Linked DNA regions of Astyanax mexicanus: region 1 is linked to region 2. Evidence: chromatin contacts called from public Hi-C data. All regions are on one chromosome and are shown on one strand. Each heading gives the region's core, a stretch centred on a gene start, on an enhancer-like site or on the middle of the called end of the contact. The rest is flanking DNA. Distances are from core to core; before and after follow the strand shown.

Region 1 (5,617 bases), core at 2,697-5,196, 160 kb after region 2:
GTTTCTCATGAAAAGTGCATCATGTCTGCAAATTATGAAGCCTAGAATACTAGCATGTAGGCTAGGGGTCTAGGGGTTAAGTAATTACATGATAATAATGGGTCACATTGGATTATATATTTGTATCTTTCTGATCAGGCCGATGCTGATATTAGTTAGTTCAAAACACCCCTTACACCTAACCTGCAGCAAATTCCAGTTAACTAATTTTATGAGAAAATTAGCATACAATCACATACATGGCAGGTCTATTAACCAAATCATGCCTCATTGGTCATACCATGCCAGCAAAGCTTTCATTTAAAAAGGACCAAAAAAAAAAAAAAAAAAAAAACACACACAGATAAGAGGATGAAGCAACCAACAGCTGTCCTGCAGAGGCATGCAGAACGGATTACAAACTCCCAAATCTGGGAATTTAGCAAAAACTGGGACAATGCTATAATTCTTATTAATAAGTCAACAGAGGTTGTCTCACAGAAAATCAGGTTTTGTTTTAGGGACTGAGACCTCAACAGGAGTCTGTTTACTACTGCACATCTAAAGCACAGTACCTATGGACTTTTCTGTTTAAACAAGTCACACATTTACAACTGCGAGAAGAGTCAATTAAGAAAAAAAATTTAATCTACAAAAGGTATTTGCTTACAAAGCATTTCTGTGACCTTATTATAACAGCTGACGCAAATAAAATGCCACAATTTGACTTGATTAGAAAACTTAAGCTGAAATTCCAGGACTGCTAAATGAGCATGAAAGTTCCAGAGCATTTCTTTCTGCTGTCCAAAACTGAAAAATCCACTGGCAAATCAACTAAGCCTGATTTAAGCACTGGTATTCTAATGCTTTCATCACAGATAACGTGATGAGTTTGATGCAGGATGCTCTGCTCTGAGTGATAACAACACTAAACTGCCTGTACAGAGAAACACACACAGAGTCACACGATTTGCATGTGGGCGTTTAGTTAGGCATGGCCGTATGGCCCACTGTGACCAGACAGAAACAGAGGCTGGTTCAGATGCAAAAGCATGATGTGGCCTAATAAAGTGACACCGACACTTGCCCCACGGTAACTTACACAGGAGTAAAACTCATCTTTTACCCACCCTCCCCCCATCATATTAAAACAGCCATCTCCTGTTTTATTTTGTGCTCTCAGTGCTCTCTTATGCTATGCTTGTTCTGTCTAGTAATGACATTCAGTTACGTTTATTTGTCATATTTCCCATTCTTTATCAGCTAATTAATTTGTCCTTTATAATCTGTCACCTGAAAGCTCAACCTTCTGTGTAGCATTGTTTACATTGTTTGAAATAGAGCCTTTAATGCAGCAGCATTTCAAGGCTTATTATAAACATTCTAGATTTTTTTTTGTCCATTACTCAGCTCAAATAGGGAAATGCAGAAAAAAACACATCAAGGTAAACATTTAACACAATTTCAAGACATATGAAACTAATTATGGTTGGAATAACAAGATAAAAAGATAACGCTGGCATAAAAAGCCACCATTATCCTTACATAGAAAATACCTGTACATTAAGAACAATTTCCCAATCAAATCTAGTAAAATTACACATTAATCCAGGTAATTCAATTATGTGTGAGGTGTGTGAATTAAACAATGTGTGTGAGTTTGCATTAAAGAAAGCAGTTTGCTGTTTGGTTGTAGTGAAATGAAAACTATTTTGAATCATGATTTTACTAAAGTTTAAAGAAAAACAAACAAAATTTCTTACAACTCTTTGATGAATCCAGCCCCAAACCCACATCAAATTCAGATATATTTTTTTAAAATCCTCTTAGAATGGTCTGGATAGCCAGGAAAATAGACAAATATTAGAAGTCTAACACATATTCAGGTTTCACTTTTCATTCAATTTTGTTCATTGAAAGAATGTATAACAACATTACAGAATCTTTTTTATGATACTGGATCATCCTCAGTAATGCAGTATTCTTGTTCTGGATACATAATCTCTCCATTACCGATTAGTCTCAATTACACCCAGAACTGGACAATAGCTACTGAAAGATGAGCTGTGTGTGTTTTTTTTAATGTAACATTACCCTAGTCAATGTAAAGCAGAGCAAAGCCATAAGGGTGAAGTGACATCAATGACATCACCACACTTCTTTAAGACCACTTCCTGGTTGGGTGTGAAGCAACCCCCATTACTAATTTACCAAGGAAATGAACTGCTGGATATATAGATTAAGCGCATTCTGTCAATGCAATTTAGCTAATTTAAAACTCAATCAAAGAGTAAACTGGACTGAACAGTCCTGCAGCTGCAGAGAAAACTAGCACAACCTTAAGCTATATACAGCAACAGAGCTAAACACACTGAACATTGACAGAAACATGATAGAGTTATGGTAATAGGAAACATTGTAAAAGCAAAAACATATAGAATTAATACAATTTTATTATTTCTCAATCCCATAATGCAAGAATACATTTTATTTACTTTATCAACCAACTCATTTATTTAATAATCTTTTTTTTGTGTGTTTAGCAATTTTATAAGTATTGTTATTTTACTTATTTCTGTAAATACTGTTGACTTAATTTTAATTGTTTATTATTTTCATTATTATTAACAATAGCTTCATTTTTATAATCATGACTGCTCATACTTTTACTTGTTTAAGATTCACAGCTTTTTATTACTTGTTTGTTTGTTACATCTTTTGACCTATTTTTTTTTATTATTATTTTATCTTATTACATTATTCATCTGGTCATTTTAGCTAACTACGTTTAATGTATTTTTTTACCTTTATTTTCCTCGGTTGTTTTTCTGTCTTAATTTATATTTTAATTTTCAATACACTGGGCTACATTACAAAATGAGGGTCAGCCTAAATATTGTATGCAATATAGACTACTACATAGTCGATTAAATTACAAACAAATACAGCTAGCTAGGTTGAACTTAGTATATTACGGTAATGTATTTCAGGGAGGAGGTTAATTATGAGACAATAATGCATCAACGCACACAGGCCACAAAGGTCTCACACAGATCCAGCTAGCTTGCCTTAGCTTAGTTAGGCTAGGTTACCTATAAACATCATGTCCCCACTTTTTCTCCTGGTGATCTTCACCCGAAATATGACTTATAAATTTCGCCTGTAGATAATTCCTCTAATGCTACAACACAGTCAGTCTCCTCGCAAGAATGAAGGAAGACCAGATCATCCTCCTCCACCTTCCTTCCAGAGTTCAGAGAGAAACGCTTCTCTGCTCTTCACCACTGCTAGTTAAATTATTAGTTTATCTAGGCTATATGATTAACTAGGCTTCATTTCTCCGCTATGTCTCCCTCTACTCCAGTTACAACAGCTCCCTATCCCCCTTTATTTTCCTCCTCCAGAGACCGGCTGCAGCGCTGTTAGCTGGTTAAGCTAGCTGTGTTAGCCTCAGCTAGCGCCGCTTTTACTCACCAGGGGTCAAACTCGTGGATGATGCTCTCGAATCGGATCACAGCGAAGAGCCTGGAGCTGAAGCCCGCCAGCCAGGCCAGAAACAGGATGGTGAAGGACAGGAGAGACTGCCAGCCCGCCGGCTGCGTCAACCCGCCGGACAGGCCTCCGCCCCCGCCGCCACACGCAGCCGCGGTGTTGGGTCGCCCGTTGCCCGAGACGGAGCCCCCAGCGCCCGGGCTCGCTTTGTGCCTGCACTCGGAGGTGGCGTGCTGCTCCGCCATGTTCTGGAGTCGGTCGCTCAGGAAGGCTCTCCCGCGGCCACACGCTCCGCTCCGGCTCGCGCACTCCCCTGCTCGCTTCGGCGTCTTCCTCTCTGCAGCTGGGCCCTGCTCCTGCACACACCGCGGCTTTCTGCGGGGAATTATTGGAAATCGGGTCCGGCTCTGAGCGGCATGCTAGCCGGCTTGTAGTACTCGGCGCGCACGAGATCCACCAGTTCCTGCTAGCGATGAATGAATTGTGAACCGGTTCTTTTCAACCAGTCGGACGGACTGATTCATCGAAGCCCAACCGACGTCCAACGACTTCTAAAGTCAATTTGCCGTAGTTTAGGCTCAGTGTTACCTATATCAGGTCATATAAAGTTGTCTTTTTTTGTAGCATAGTAAAAAAAAGTGTTTTCATCCATTTTAGCAGTTTTATATTTTTTATATTTCTGACTCACCCTCAGAATTTCAGAAAAAAATAGATAATTTTTACTTTGATTGTTCCCTTTTTGCATCATATAAAATAGTAGGTTGAACTATGGTATCATATTTTGTTACAAGATGCAACAATGTAAAAAAGGTGATTTTTTTCAGAAATTCTGATTCTGAAAAGCTGAAATGAAAACTAAAAATGTCGAAAAGATGATGAAATACTTTTTAGTCTTTACTGTGCTAAATGCAAAAATAGCCATTTTAACACCCAATTCTCTATTTTTATAATTTAATTTAGCCTAAAATGGTCAGACAGTTGAACTGATAAAGGCTACAGTGAAACAGTGACTGTATTAAGTAAGTTACACTGCGATATTTAATTTCTATAATTATTTAATTGGTTACAATGTTTAACATGTTTAAACAAGAACTTGGTTAATTATTGTATGAATAAAATGTGATGCTAAAGTAAACTTGACAGATCACTGCGGCCCCAGACCCCATGTTACCAAATGAATCTTTCAATTTGACATTTGATTCAATGAAACAGGGCGTTCTATAGAGTCGAATCACTAAATTGAATCGATCCTCGCGTCACTGGTTCCTCTCGAGGAGGGGGCGGGACCACTGAGTGGTTCGGGAAGAAGCTTCAGCCTGTCACAGCGGGACAGGTACGACTATGAGGCTCGCCAGCGTGACCGCATCAACCAATCCTGTGCGAGCACGCAGGTGATGGGCGGAGAATCTGACCAATGGGGCGGGGAGTTGACACCCTGCGGAGCTGTTGAACAGGCTCGGCGAGAGGCACTAAGAGCGCAGAGAGAGTCACTATGAGTGACAGCTATTGTAGCCAATCAGAGAACACAGAAGCGGGAGCGGCGGACCAATAGAATAAATGAATCTGAATGGGAGAGGGAAGAGATGAGTCTGCTAGATTAGTCTGCCACGATAGCAAATCGAGCTATCAGAGAGATAAGGCTAACTAGAGAGTTTTCTAGTGTTTCGTCTTTCCGCTTTTGTTTTGAAGCTAAATGTCGGGTTATGTTCAGTCAGAAGGTGTGAAGCAGTGTTAGGTGTAGAGAGTTGGATAAGTGGGTGTGTTTATTGTAAAGAAACGCGCTCTCTTTTTTTGACAGCTAGTCAGCTTATCATTTAATTATATTGCCTAGTAATAAAGTAACTTGCATTAGCTAGCTAGATAAAAATATTCTTATATGACTCCTCGAGGCACATTCATACACAAGAATGAGCAGGCAGTGGTGGTGGAAGAGTTTTCCTAAAACAAGAAGCTATTAGAATTAAGGTAGAGAGACCCAAGGTGAAATATTATTTCAGTTAAAGTTTTCTTAACATCCCCTTGAGTAAAAGTACAAATATATGTGTCATTATCCTTTTTGTAAGACCAATAGTTTTATAGGATGTTACTTATAATAGTCTGACACTGTTGTCTTTTAAAAACACAGAAGGCAAGCAGTTAACATTAG
Region 2 (5,617 bases), core at 974-3,473:
TGAAATTTACGATAGATGATATGTACATTTTGTATGAGAAAATTAATTATATGCGGTTCATCTATGTGAGTGGTCTTAATGTTTTGAATCATCTGTGCATATCACAGAATACAATGTAGAAAATACGGTAATATAAACTCACCAAAATAAATAAAAATAACTGCATAAAACCTGTATATTTTAAACATCAATAGATCAGCCCTTTGCTGGTGGTAAACATAAGATTAAGAGTAAATGACTATCACCAGTTCAATGTAAACATCGGTTCCATTTTTATATTGGTCTTGCTTGCATCTTTTCCCGTGGATGTCACTGCTGTTGTCTTATTCTTCTTTCTTCACATCCAACTGTTGATCCTGGGAAGATGAGCCATGCAATATGAACAGCCCCAACAAGGTTATGAAGATGCCGACCCACCACAACAGTGCATGGCTTTCTCCAAATATCACATATCCAAGGAATGCCTAAAAAGTGACAGGTTACATATTCATCAAGACTTGCATAGATAGAGTTAGGACTGGTATACACGTGTTAAGGTTACGAGCTATGTTTCTGAACCTTAAGATGCTATAAGAAGAGGTATTAGGTACAAGATAAGTTCTTTTGTGAAACTTTAACTGTGCTGACTGAAGACTCACAGAAGAGATAAAATTAGAAGCAGTTGTGGTTACAGTCGCCTGGGCAGAGGACGATGAATGCCTGAGAGCTTTGGCAAAGAATGTCCACATCACAGCATTACAGATAAAGAGCAGCAGTCCACACAGCAATCTCAAAGGAATGTGGAGCTGTGGAGAACATCAGAAATCAAAAACAAGAACACAGTCAGTTCCTCAGACACTGTACACATGTAAGAAAATTGTTTGAGTTTTTTGTTTAGTGTTAAGAAAAATAAATAAATTCTAAAACAGTAACTTTATTTGTTATTTGCATAAATTTAGCACAGACTGCAACTGTTGGTGACATTTCTATATTAATATTTTTGGTATCTTGGAGGCACCGTGGCTTGTGGTCTTGGGTTCAAGTCCCTATCTAGGGGGCGTTTTCATGTTCTCCCCGTGTCAGCGTGGGATTCCTCAAGGGACTCTGGTTTCCTCCCACAGACCAAAATTAAAAAGCTGGTTGACCAGCACGACTATCACAAATCAGTCAACTATTTAATTACCTTTACCCAAGTCATCAGATTGGTGGCTAGTTTAGTCATGCTTGCTGGTCATGCTTATAGACTAGCTATAGTCCATTAACCTGAATAAACACAAATTAACATGCTTAGGCCTGTCACGACTTCTCGTACAATAAATGTACATGACATCAATAATATTTAATAATCGTGATATTGTCCATTGTGTTTATTTGTATGTTTGTTTACATATATAACACTGACCAGTATTTAACCCAGTCATGCAATGGCCAATGCTTTATAACTGTGACTTTATATACACAAAGTGTGGACTGCAGGAGGTGAAGAATAAAGTATATATTTTCCAATCTGTGATTAATCCATGATTGATTTTGTTGTCTTTAGAAAGGTATAACTGGTTTGTTATGCTATTTTTTTTATATAATTATGCCATATAATATTGATTATTGCAATTTCTGGGACAACATATATTTTACTGTGACAGTCCTTTATCCGGTCAAGAGCTAATATGGTTAAACAGCTGGTTTATCAGGACACTGTTTTTTTTTTTATCTGAATGAATGATCAGCATTTCAGCCACCTTGAATATTAAAAACCATACCTTCCTTTACACTGAGAAAAAAAAACTTTTTGATAAATAAAATATATGTCCTATAGACATAATTCACATGTATTGATCTCCTAATCTTAAATTTTATACAGCGTGATTAGTGAGGGATGAAGGATTCACCCATTCACAGGCTGCTGGGTCGACATTAAGGCTGAGAATCCTGCTGTCTTCCACAGCCCAGCTCCTCACTCCGCGCTCACACAGCTCTGTCAGGTAACTCGCTCCTAGAGACAGTTTAGCGCTGCAGGACGCCGCAGCCCCCAGAAACCCCGCCAGCAGCGCGTACACGCTCCCACCCAGCATCACCAATTAACCGGTACTACCTCTATAATATACTCTACTGAAAACCACCGGCGAGCATTCTGAACCAGAGGGGTTTAGACACTGTCTGACACAACCAGCACCTGGACCGGGACCAGAACAACTGGATAAACCAAACCTATCACTTCCTGCTTCTCTATGAGAATTAGTGATGGGAAAGATCCGGTGTTCTGTCGAATTGTGCTACCTTGTCAATCCGTGCTACCCTAGAGTATATTTAACTATAAAAATACAAAAGCACCATGTTCCCAGTAGAATAATTATTGTATTTATTTTTATTAATTTCCATTTACACTTTTGTGCAATGACCATGAGTCTAGGATGTTTAATGCACAAAAAAGCAAACAGATTTATAAAAAAGCGTCATTTATAAAAAAAAATTAAAAAGCGTCGGTCAGCGCATGCGCAGTGCCTTTAGAAAGCACGTATCGATGGGTAGCATAACTCGACGTAACACCGGCTCGAAGAACCGACTTTCTGAAGTGAACCACCGGAGCCGACTCCTGAACGTGAGCCGTGATTGGTCAAGATGTTCACTAAGCGAGAGGGGAGGAGTTACAAACACACACACACAGCTTAATGACACACGGACAGGCTGCAGGGGAAACTACAAATTGTGCAAAATACAAAAAAAAAAACATACAAAACACAAATAATATTGACACCAATAATCCCCTAAAATATATATATTTTTTCAGAACAGACAAAAAACATATGACAGTTGTTAATGGCTGCTTAAAATTTAGCAATGACATATCATAGAGTAGAAATAAAACTAGAAACAATCCTAATTCGAAATTTAGAAAAAAAAAAGTTAAAAACAGTTAACATAACACCCACACATCACATTGTACAGTATTTATAGCTAGCTAACTAAATAAAATCAATAAAACTCAATAATAAGACTAAGCTACTATGCAATATGTATAGCCTTTAGCCTTTATTAGTAGGTAGAGTCGGCTCTTTTTAGTGAACCGAGTCAAAAGAACCGGCTCTCTAAAAAGATCCGGACTGATGTAAACAGAGGCTGGCGAGTGTTGATGACCTCACGCGGCTGTCCGTGTTTTAAAGCTAGCTAGAGGCTCTGAACCTGGAGCTAACGTTACCATCTGCTGTCTATTTAGTTTGTTTAGTTTAAATAATGAGTAAAAAAGGTAACGTGTCGTGGGTGAAGCCGAATGAGCCGTCGTTTCTGCGGAAATTCAAGAATGACGTTGGTTATAAAGAGGGTCCGACCGTAGAAACGAAGGTAACCTAGGTTGGTTATTTATTTAGCATTAGCATTAGCATGGCTGCTGTAAGGAAAGTCGCTTCATTGCTGCTCAAGTTCCCCTATTTTTTTTATCAGGGACTGAATTCACACAAACACACACTAGCGCCTCGTACTAAAGTGCTTCTGTTCTCTTCAGTTTAGAAGGAACTATGTTCTGAAAGAGTGTGGTGAAAATAGGGCTAAAAGTATGAGTTGAAAAACCACCTAAATGTTACCTGTGAGGTTTAGTTATTGAGAGTTTGACTCAGAAGGTGTGTAAGTGATATTTTCCCTCTTTAAGCATTTTCATAACTATGTATACTTGTGCTTTTTATCATCATTTAACACTCAAGAGACTAGGGGTGGGCGATATAGCCCTAAAATAGTATCACAATGTTTCATAGTATTTTAGCGATAACGATACTCTTGGCGATATGACGATAAAACACTAAAATGAAAAATATATATATTTCAATAACATACTACAGCAACAAAATGAATATTCAATTTTATTATTGCATACAGTATGATATGGCACACTGCTAACTGAGAGAATTTTATCAGATTTGTAACAGATGTCAATAATCCAGAACATTATGATACTAATAATGCACTCCAAATGTCTCTCCATATATATAATCTGTCTTTAGTAGATATATAATGGGGCATGTGAACAGTGTAACTTTTTCTCTTGCAAAAAATAAAAAAACAGCAAAAAAGTAATACCCTGATGTGAATATTAGGGTTGAGTGATATGGCACGATATTTCAGGGTATAATATTGTTTGCGATGTTAAAAAATGTTGGCACTATTACTGTGTACAATACGATATGGCACACACCTAGAAGAGACTTATGTAAATTTCTAATCAGACTGGCTGGAGAATGAAACTAAAGTGTATTCAGTGAGGTCATTGTATCCATGTATTTACCCTTCAACCACACATACTTTTACACCATCATAGTTAAAGGTTATAGAACAATAGGAATATTCTGAATGTGTGTTAATGTCTTTAAAAAAGGTCTGTGAAAGTTAAAATATTTGTGAAGAAAAATAAAAGTTCATGGTCAATAATTTGATTGTAATTGGCAGCAATGTGAAACAAAAAAAATCTACATTACAGAAAAAAGGTCTTCATATTTTATAAAGTATTGTTTAACATTGTTTTTTTAACTGGGTTTGTATTGCCCATAAAAAAAAACACACTACAGCTCTGCTGTGTATATAAAATTAAATATTTGTATTTATTAGCTATTTATTTGTACAACTGTTGCCTCCAGAATGTGCAATTTGTGAATACTATTTATCAGCTTTATAATTTGTATTTTTATTTAATCTAGTTGATATATGTGTTCTATATTTTATATTTAAGTACTTTTACCTCATTTGGTTTGTTGTTTTTATTGCTTTCTTATGTGTTAGGGGATTTGGATTTCTACTTAATTTTGTTGTACTCTGTGCAATGATAGTAAAAGAATCTGTCTGTTTTGCATTTTAGAAACAACAGATGCCAACATTTGATGATGACAGCGGTGATAGTGACAAGGAGGATGAAATGCCCCAAGTCGTGGTCTTGAAGAAGGGTGACCTAAGTGCAGACGAGGTCCTGCAAATCAAAAAAGACAAAGACTCTAAGAAAGGTAACTGTTTACATTGTGCATACCTAAAAGCAGAGCTGATTCTAGGATCAGAGGTGTAGACCCAGCCACACCGCCCTACATTTAAAAAAGGGGTGGTGAGTTTCAGAAAAAACAGATTCATATTATTGTCTAGATTATACTATTTGTCCAGACTGCTGTTTTATCATTTAAAAATGTTGTTTTATGATGTACTTCTAAGATTTTAATAATTTTTAACTTCTCAGAGACAAACTTCCTTCTAAAAAAGACAATATGACCCCCTTAAAAGGGTCAACTACGCCCATGCTTAAAAAAGGTGTTCTGAACATTGCACTAAAAATTATACTGCAGTCATCCACATGAGCATTAGTAAGCATTTTAACCAGCAACCAGGAGTTTAAAGATATGTCTAAAGTGCATTCCTCTTCAGCAAACTAATGGCTTATTAATGGTTTATTGCTCCACCAGATGATCAACCTCCTCCTGATGGGAAGATTATATTTAAGAAACCTGAAAAACGCTCATCTGACAAGTTTGAAGGCATTACTGCCAGCTCTAGCAAAAAGAAGAAGAAGAGTGAAGATGGGGAAAAGGAGAAAGAGAGCAAATCTGGGGTGAAAGTAAAGAACAGCAGCCTGCTGTCCTTTGGTGACGATGAAGAAGAAGACTGACCTTTT

The links. Hi-C and Micro-C count contacts between places; a contact is called where the count stands out from the background.
Region 1: a Hi-C map of muscle shows a contact between it and region 2, with 8 times the contacts expected there. The contact joins the promoter of stt3b here to the promoter of tmem42a in region 2. A contact is called at or near these places in 2 of 3 Hi-C or Micro-C datasets (both in muscle).

Annotation. Positions count from the first base shown.
Region 1 is chr6:30,636,501-30,642,117 of AstMex3_surface, forward strand. stt3b (STT3 oligosaccharyltransferase complex catalytic subunit B) reads right to left here and starts at 3,947. Exons shown (of 16, transcript XM_022673723.2): 1 at 3,454-3,947. The coding sequence starts at 3,716.
Region 2 is chr6:30,480,395-30,486,011 of AstMex3_surface, forward strand. It overlaps tmem42a (transmembrane protein 42a), which reads right to left and starts at 2,224. Exons shown (of 3, transcript XM_007251827.4): 1 at 1,869-2,224; 2 at 639-785; 3 at 1-464. The coding sequence starts at 2,051. The coding sequence ends at 324. It overlaps kiaa1143 (KIAA1143 ortholog), which reads left to right and starts at 3,103. Exons shown (of 3, transcript XM_015606460.3): 1 at 3,103-3,318; 2 at 4,820-4,961; 3 at 5,409-5,617. The coding sequence starts at 3,211. The coding sequence ends at 5,611.